Linked DNA regions of Mus musculus: all the other regions are linked to region 2. The links are chromatin contacts, called in public Hi-C maps. All regions are on one chromosome and are shown on one strand. Each heading gives the region's core, a stretch centred on a gene start, on an enhancer-like site or on the middle of the called end of the contact. The rest is flanking DNA. Distances are from core to core; before and after follow the strand shown. Region 1 overlaps Gm2164 (predicted gene 2164). Region 2 has its middle 44 kb from the start of Gm40242. Region 3 has its middle 26 kb from the start of 1700057H15Rik.

Region 1 (2,712 bases), core at 74-2,573, 360 kb before region 2:
TGAAGATGCAGCAGCTCACATCCCTTTAGGTCACGCTGGCCTCTGAGGTTGACAAGGAAATCACAAGTCGATGATGCTTGGGCCAGGTACTATCAGTCTACCTTAGCTTCTCCCATTTCCATCCCTGCCTGCCCCCCTTTCTGTTCCAGGATTGAGGTCAAAGAGCCGAGGGTATTTACTGGTCATTGGCTTTCTCAGGAAGAGCTGGTCCGGATGCTGATCTGAAGTCTTATTTCTGGGGGACACACCGATTCCCTTTCTATCTACTAGATACAGTGGGACATACCTGTGATGCCAGCAAGTGGGAGGGGGGTAGAGGTAGGAAGAGCAGAAGTTCAAGGTAATCTCAGCCACATAGTGAGTTTAGGATCACCCTGGCTATGTGAGACCTTGAAACGGTTAAAAAAAAAAAAAACTAGAAAGAAAATAACAATAACAAAAAGGGATGTTCCCTAGTCTCTTTGTCTCTTCCCCCAAAGAGGCACCAGATGCCCTGGCAGAGAGGGGTCAGAATCTCCAGAAATTTCCAAGAAATTTGGTCCTAGCAAGGATGTGCTCGCATGAGTATGTCTTGTGTGTAAATATTTATGCACAGCTTAAGTGAGTCTGTATGCCTACATCTATGTTCAAGTGTTTGCGTGTGTGTCTGTATGTGTAAGGGCGTGAATGTGTGTGTTGAGGAAAGCCTGGGAATGTTTGCATGTGCGAATGTGCCTCTCCAGTTGAGTTGCGTGTGTACCTCTATGATTCTGGAGGAGTTGAGTGTTTCAGTACGGGGGTGGGGTGGGGTGGGGGAGAAGGCTGAGGCACGTGCCTGTGTGTGCGTGCGTGCATGTGTGTGTGTGTGTGTGCAAGTAGATCGACTGTAGGTGTCAAAGTAAGAGCCCAGGAGAGAGGCAGAGGGTGTCAGAGTAAGAGTTCAAGAGGGAGAAGGGGGGTGAGAAGCCATCGGGGTATGCTTTCTGACCTCCACCTCTCCTGAACATTTTCCTCTCTGGGGATGGAGAGGAGGGAGGGGGGCCCACCAAGGAGGGGGGCCCCACCCCCTGTAAGCGATACAGGTTCTATCCAAGGATGCGAACAGAAGGTTTTTAGCACAGAACGTCCTGAAATCACTTTATATTCCCCCTCCTTCTCCCATCTAATCAAAATAGCAGTATTGGGCTCCCCCATCCCCACTGCTGCCCAGCACTCAATTTAGCTCCAGGGTAGGGAGGGAGTGGAGAAAGGCTGTCCTGTCTGACCCCCCAACCCCCTCTTAGAGCACCTTTCAGCCTGTAGCCAAGGAGCTGTCTTCCAGATCTCCCCTTCCCAAGCCTTAGTGGCAAGAGCCAGCTGCCTCCCAGGCCTGCCAGCAACTGCCAGGCTCTTCCAGAACCCACATCTAGGCCCAGTCTCATTTACAAATATGCAAATTTGCCTCTTTCTGGTATGCAAATGGAGACATGACAAATAACTAATTAGGGTCAAAAGAAGTACTTGAACCAATTAGTGGAAGGCTCTGTCCCTTTCTGTTGGGAGGAGCTTGCTCTCTTCACCACCTGACTCCCAGACACTCAGGATGGTGCTACCTGAGTGATGGTCATGGTAGGGCCTTGTCTTCAGGAAGCCTTGTTTTGCTCTTGGCTCTCAGACTCCACATAGTTTCTTCCTCTGTGAGTGGAGTGATAGCAGTGACTGTCTTGTCCCTCTCCCTTCGCTCCGAGTCATGGGACTGGGGAGGACTTGGATGGAAACAGGATTGAAGATGGCATTACGGTTTCTCTGACGGTGGCACCTTTGACCATGCTTGTCAATTGTGACGGGGATGGATTAGTGATGTCTGCAGTGGCCAAGTCCTTGCACCCTGGCAGGTTACAGGCTACATACTTATTGGCCGTGAAAGATACAGTTGGAGCAAGAGCCTGTCTACTGCTGTGACTGAGTTATTTGGCTTGGAGCACAGCTTCCTGGTATAAAGCTGATGCAGGAGGGTAGCTGTAATAAGTAAACAAGGGGGGGGGGTTAGGGAAAGGCTTTTGTCATCTGGGAGGGGATGTATCAATTGAGCATGTCAGCGGGGGCATCCATATTGTCCCATTCAGAGGTGAGGCTGCCTAAGGCAGGAGAGTGTGGGTGGCTTGGAGAGGCAGCAACAGAGACCTCTCAGGGCAGGCCTGCCCACGCATGGGGCTGTTCTCTCTGCTGCTACAGGATACCAGCTCCCCTGAGCCACCCCATGTTGTTGAACCAAGCGGGCCACAACAAGCCCACTGGCTCTGCTCCACTGTTGGGTGTGAAATTTGGTTGAATTGGCAACTAGGGCCTGGGCCCTGGGCCAGTGGGCAGACGCAGGTGGGCGGCTGTGTACTAGGGAGTTAGTCAAAGCTAGCAGTTGGCAAGAGTGAGCCAAGGGGTGACCTGACTTGAGGAGAGTGTCTCCAGGGATGGCAAAAGCCAGGCTGGGCTAGGATTATGTTGCAGGCTATCGTGGGAAGTGCCAGTGTTTCAGCACATGCCGTGAGCATGTATGTCAGAGGACATGTCTGGGTGCATGTGCTCTCACACAGGGGTATATGTGTGTGTGTTTTTGTTTTGTTTTGTTTTTATTTATTTTATATATAGCTATCTTCAGACACACCAGAAGAGGGCATCAGATCCCATTTCAGATGGTTGTGAGCCACCATAGAGTTTCTGAGAATGGAACTCAGGACTGCTGGAAGAAGTCAGTGC
Region 2 (2,700 bases), core at 146-2,645:
CCAGTATAAGGGTGAGCAGGTAGTGATGAACACCCAGAGAAGAGGCAAAACACTCAAAAAAATGGATCAACTTCTATCAGTCAGACATTTCAGAAAACGGTACACGCCTGTAGTCCTAGCACCCAGGATAGGAGCAACACTAGCCTTGGTTGCATGGTGAATGTGGATTATAGTCTGGCTTAGAGGAAGACCCTGCCACAAAAGAGTCAACTTCTGAGACAGGGGCATGGGGAACACCTGCAGTAATGGAAAGTTACTGGGATGGCTGCTGGCGCTGCAGGTATTCATTTGGGACAGCAGATTGACGGAGGTAGCAGGTTTTGAAGAATAATGTTTCCATACTCAAGTGGATGTCGTCAGGTGGGCATGCATCCAACAGGTGTTGGGGGCACTGGAGCTTGGGGAAAATTCCATCCTGAGAAACAGGTTGAGGATTTACAGAAACGGGGGGCAACTGAAGTCAGGGGAATTGGGGTGGGGTGGGGGAGCACAGAAAGAATGCAAAGCACACTTGACAAGAGGGGAGAAGCCACGCCTGGAGATAGGAAGACCACAGCTTCGTATGAATAGAGAGGGGTTCCCATCGCCTGCCCCCTTGGTCCCAGGCCCTGTTCCTCTACCTTCAACGGTCTAGAAACCATTGCTAGTAAGAACATATAGAAAGCAGAGAACCTGCCTATTTTAATCTTCACTTTAGTTGAACTCAGGGATGAGTATTTTCTTTTTCATTCATAAATACGCCCCATGCTTAACAGGGCCCTGGAATATAAGTGCTTTATAAATATTTGTTGAATGAGTGAATTGATTAATGGATCTTTAAGAACTATTTGGAGAAAGCATTATAATAGCTTTAAATATGGAGCGGAACTACTGAGAGGATCAGGGTGAGCTTGAGGGCCATCTGGAATGTTCCCCAGGGGACGAAATTATACAAAACAAAACGTTGTCTCCCATAGCGCAGAGCAGCCTTGGCATAGCCCACACCACACGGGGTGATATTTAAGGAGAAGCATTGGATACAAAAGGAAGCCAGTTAGAGTAGGCACCGTGGCTCCAGGTCACAGGTAGATGAAGCTTCGTGGAATAGAGCCAAAGAGCCAAGAGGAAATGGAAATTATTGGATGTACTTAAGAAAACCTCAAGTCATCAAAATAGAAGGTCTGCATTATTGAAGCTATATTTGAGAAGTGAGACAGACGGCCCTCGGGAGAATATTGGGTGATGCCAAATCAGCAACTTAGCAGCCCTGGCCCTAGAAACCGGCTCCCTTCGGCCCTTCTCCTGACCCTACAAGCGAGATCGGAAAGCTCCAGCAACGTTGGTCTCCTCCTGCACAACCAGACAGAGCACAGAGGGCGAAGCTCCCTGAAGGGGAACCTCCTACGCCTACCTCGACTTAGCCCGCTCAAGTACACGCAGAGCGCCCCCTGCCGAGCGTATGGTGTTTAATCATGAAAAAGGACACCCTAGAACAGAAATTCCTTGGATCATTCGCATGTAGAGCCCCTCTGTGGGACCCAAAAGGTAAAGGCGAAGCTAAAAGAGGAGCTTGGGAAGACACAAGACTCTGGTTTCCACAGATAAGCAATTTGCTCATCAGGAATCCTACCCCCGACCCCTACTTGTCCTTGCCCTACAATCCAACTAAGAGGCTAGAACAAAAGATTAATAGAAGCTAAAAAAATGTCATGTTCTTCTGTGCTGCGTGTGGACTAAGCCATCACTGCTTTGGCCACACGTCTTCAGAGACTTCTGGGCACAGTGTATTATTTAAAGTTGTTCGTTCCAGCCCGACTTCCAAATGGTCTCAGCGTGAATCTGAGCATTCCGCTCACACATTTCTTGGCTTCTTCGCAGTGTTTTGTCACTTCAGTTGGTTTTAGAAAGTGTCCCCTTCCCCCACTAGATGGGAAAGACTAAAGTCTGACGTAGTCGGTGAGAACCCACCAGGAAGAAAGTGACCACTCAGGGTCCTGTGAAATAATAGAAGAGTATAAAAATGAACCAAACTGGGGGTGGGGGTGGGGGTTGGGAAGACGTAACGTGGGAAGTGACCTGGAAAGATGGGCGCGGAGGTCGGTCAAGTGGTATCTCTATGAAAATGAGTATTCTAACTTTGTTTTTGGTTGATCCACATTTTTAATTTTTCCTTCATTGGGAAACTATGTTATATCGATACATTAATGTGGCATTAATAGAAACACATTGGTAGTTATCACATAATTACTAACTATAGCATCCAATTAAATGTTATTTTAAGAGGGAGAAAATATAATAAAGCTATTTTAATAAAAAATTTTAAATTAATGAGACCTAAGGTAAGATTTCTTACATGCAGAAAAAAAATGTTTCCTCAGTTGTGATAAAAGATGCATACATTTTACCATTCTAATCATTTTAATGTGAATTTTTGTGTGTGTAATTCAGCGGCATTCAGTGTATCCTCCCAAAGCTGCTCAAAGACCACCACTACCACTACCACCACCACCAATTTCTACAAAGATTTCTTCTCTCATCTCAGCTCTTGGTGAGCTGCCTTCTACTTCCTATCTGAAGTCTCCCATTCTACGCAGCCCCTGTAAGTAGACTCTCAGTGCACTGTACAGATCCTTCGAGCAGAGAAATGCTTTCCAGAGTCGTCTTCGTGCATCAGAATGCCGTTTTTTTCAAGCTGAAGGGTGTTGCATCTTGTGCTAATTT
Region 3 (2,700 bases), core at 197-2,696, 280 kb before region 2:
TACCAAGCACAGTGCATAGTTTGGTGTAGCGGTGAGTTCACCAAGGTGGTTTTATGAAAGACTCTGGGCAGCTACATCACTGGGAAGTGCCCTTGGACAGTCTATACCACTGAAGGTCCTGCCCTTCTCATGGACAACTTGGCAAAAGACACAGAGGAATGCCTTGTGAGCTTCCCCGCTCTCTCCACGATGGACGACTATCAATAGGCGTGATCTTGTGCAAGTCTGCTACAGGCAAGCACACCTCCTCAGATACGAGATGATATGGTAATCACATCCACCTTGGAGGGAATATCTTCACAACAGGGCTCTCCCTGGGATCCCTCAGCAAAGTGAGCTCTCGGACGTCAGAGTCTACGTCAACCTCATTTGCCAACAGAGCCAGTGTCTTGCTCTGAGCAGGGACCTTATTTGCCGTGTATCTGATTCTATCTTCTAGATTTCAGAAGAGAGGAATTGAGCAGGAAATGATGAACATGGTAATAAAACACTTGCAAATATGTCGGCAATAGTTGCCATGTGGCAAGCATTGTTCTAAGCCCAGATACAGCTACTAGCTTCATATAGACACCAGGCCCAACCCTGGGTTAACTAAACTGAATGTAATGTTCTGTAATGCAATGTAATGTTTTACATAGATATTAATTAAATCCTCACAGCCACAGGAGAAGGGTATTGGCATCACTACCACTGATGGATGAGGAAGTTGATTTCGTGATATCAAGTATCATTATATAATATAATATCATTATAATACCTTTATATAATATAATAAAAGAAGCAAATGTCTACTTGCTTACTGGTGAGTACCAGGGCTGGGATTTGAACTATGATAGTGTAGTTTCAGAATGGGCATTTAATGAAGACTTGTGCTCCCTTTCTGTTCGTGAACCCAGTCACCAGGGACAGATGTTCAACCTCTTCAGCTGAAGGGGAGGTGTTGGTTCCGTGTTTGAGATACCTTGGGACTGCTTGGTGAGAAAGTGGGACATCTTGTCTAAGTTCATACAACTCAAAATGGTAATAATCCTGTATTGAAACCAAGAGCTGACCAGTTCAGATGTTTAGTCTGGGAACACACACTGACCATGGTTTGTTTGGGTTCCACAATTTCTCTGAGCAGTCCAGTGGGGTGGGGAGTGGCAGGCAGTCCCTTGATGGGGAATAGGCTGAGCCTTACCAGGGCTAGGATTGGGGTCAGAGGGACTCTGGTTAAACGATGTGTGAGTTCCTAAAGCTGGTGATGGCTGGTTCGCTGCCCTCCTCTGGCCCTGTGGACTTGGGGACTGGGCATCTCCCTGGGCCTCTGGCAGGGAGCGAGCAGTGCCTGAGGCAGGAGGCAGGCAGGCTCGTTGCGGTCCCTGCCCATCTGGGGAGTGCTTGGTTCTGGCTGGAACTGAGCAGTGGACGGTGTTTGGGCTCAGCAGCACGAGCCCAGCTCGGAGGCTGCGAGGCAGAGCCGTGAACGCCAACAGTCTGGAGGCAGGCTCCGGAGGGAGACGGCTCGGGCCCATTTGCTGAGCTCGGTTCCCACGACAGCTCAGCAGACAGATGGACTTGGGAATCCCTGCCGCCTGGCCAGGAGGGTGTACACGTGAAAGGATATGCAAGCACCCCCATAGGGAGGATTGAGTTGGAGGTTTCCAGGGACACCAGGGTAGGGGATCAATGGTGGGTTCCATGGCCTGGGATGAACTGTCACATAAGCCATTGGAAAGAGTGGGGCCCTGGACCTTGGCCAAATACCACCCTGAACCTGACCGCAGGCTTTGCCCTGATTCCTCAGAATGACTCCTGAGCCCTGACTATGATCTTGACTGAACCCTGACCCTGACTGATCTGAGCCCTGATCCCAATTGCTGACTGTTCATACCAATGGTCTTCTAGGCAAATCTGCTGTTACCTTATGTAGTTCTTCAGAAGGGTCTTCGAAACAGATGTCCACAATATGCCACAAGAAATGGGAGATAAGGGGAGGGTCCAGCTACACTAGCAACTTCTGGATGATATGGGAAGAACGACAGCAATGATCAAGAATCATGGGCCAAGAAGCAGTCGCATAGTGGACCAGAGGAGTCCTGCCTGCCCAGGGGATGACCAGAGGAAGCCCTCTGGCTCCTGTGGCAGGCCAAGGATGGAGCCCAGGAAGCAGAACTGCAGGGTCAGACTTTGCCAGGAGCATCAGGAAGGAAGCAAGAAAAGGTGGCCAGGGAGGGCGTGTCTGTGCACTTAGTCATGAGTGAGACCCAAGAGAGACAGGTAAAAACCTGTGAAGACCTGGAAGGTAGCTCATGGTGGACAGGGCCAGGAAGGACTTTAGTGAGGGCTCACGGGGGCTCCTTCCTCAGCCTGTCAGGGCCTATCATCCTTAGAGCAGCTCAGGGTGCAGTGGACCCTGCATGCCAGCTCTAAACACGTCCACGAGCCTCTCTCAGAACTTCCTCTGGCTGCCAGAGTGCTGGGAAATGGCTGGGTACCAAGAGTCTGACTTCTCCTTCAGGGGAGATGACTCTGAGGGACTCTGCCATGCCCTAGACTATAGGCCAGTGAACACTATTGGGACTTGTTCAGATAGGGGATCTCTCAGGCTTTGAAAATGGCATAGTATCTATTACTACTACCTAATTCTCAAATGTTTGCCTTGGGGTCTGTCTAGGGACTCTTAAAATAAAACAGGCGTCCCAAATTATACATGATGAG

Evidence for each region. Hi-C and Micro-C count contacts between places; a contact is called where the count stands out from the background.
Region 1: a contact with region 2 is called in a Hi-C map of cerebral cortex, with 6 times the contacts expected there. The contact joins two enhancer-like sites. A contact is called at or near these places in 1 of 15 datasets of contacts at CTCF or cohesin (stem cell-derived epiblast-like cells), 3 of 484 Hi-C or Micro-C datasets (cerebral cortex, cortical neurons and epidermal suprabasal cells), 1 of 115 datasets of contacts at active chromatin or transcription factors (embryonic basal ganglia) and 1 of 9 other capture datasets (embryonic stem cells).
Region 3: a contact with region 2 is called in a Hi-C map of cerebral cortex, with 2.0 times the contacts expected there. The contact joins two enhancer-like sites. A contact is called at or near these places in 1 of 15 datasets of contacts at CTCF or cohesin (stem cell-derived epiblast-like cells), 5 of 484 Hi-C or Micro-C datasets (cerebral cortex, embryonic stem cells, nephron progenitors and 2 more) and 3 of 115 datasets of contacts at active chromatin or transcription factors (astrocytes, embryonic basal ganglia and embryonic stem cells).

Annotation. Positions count from the first base shown.
Region 1 is chr4:124,592,017-124,594,728 of GRCm38.p6, reverse strand. All of the region lies in intron 1 of Gm2164 (predicted gene 2164), which reads left to right. Among named protein-coding and RNA genes, the nearest start is that of 4933407E24Rik, 24 kb to the right of the region's middle. Within about 2 kb of position 1,323, at least 13 of the 459 cell types and tissues checked have an H3K27ac peak or open chromatin away from gene starts, as enhancers often do. A contact at or near this core is called in cerebral cortex, where this site is marked.
Region 2 is chr4:124,227,431-124,230,130 of GRCm38.p6, reverse strand. No RefSeq gene overlaps it. Among named protein-coding and RNA genes, the nearest start is that of Gm40242, 44 kb to the left of the region's middle. Within about 2 kb of position 1,395, at least 12 of the 459 cell types and tissues checked have an H3K27ac peak or open chromatin away from gene starts, as enhancers often do. A contact at or near this core is called in cerebral cortex, where this site is marked.
Region 3 is chr4:124,510,762-124,513,461 of GRCm38.p6, reverse strand. No RefSeq gene overlaps it. Among named protein-coding and RNA genes, the nearest start is that of 1700057H15Rik, 26 kb to the right of the region's middle. Within about 2 kb of position 1,446, at least 6 of the 459 cell types and tissues checked have an H3K27ac peak or open chromatin away from gene starts, as enhancers often do. A contact at or near this core is called in cerebral cortex, where this site is marked.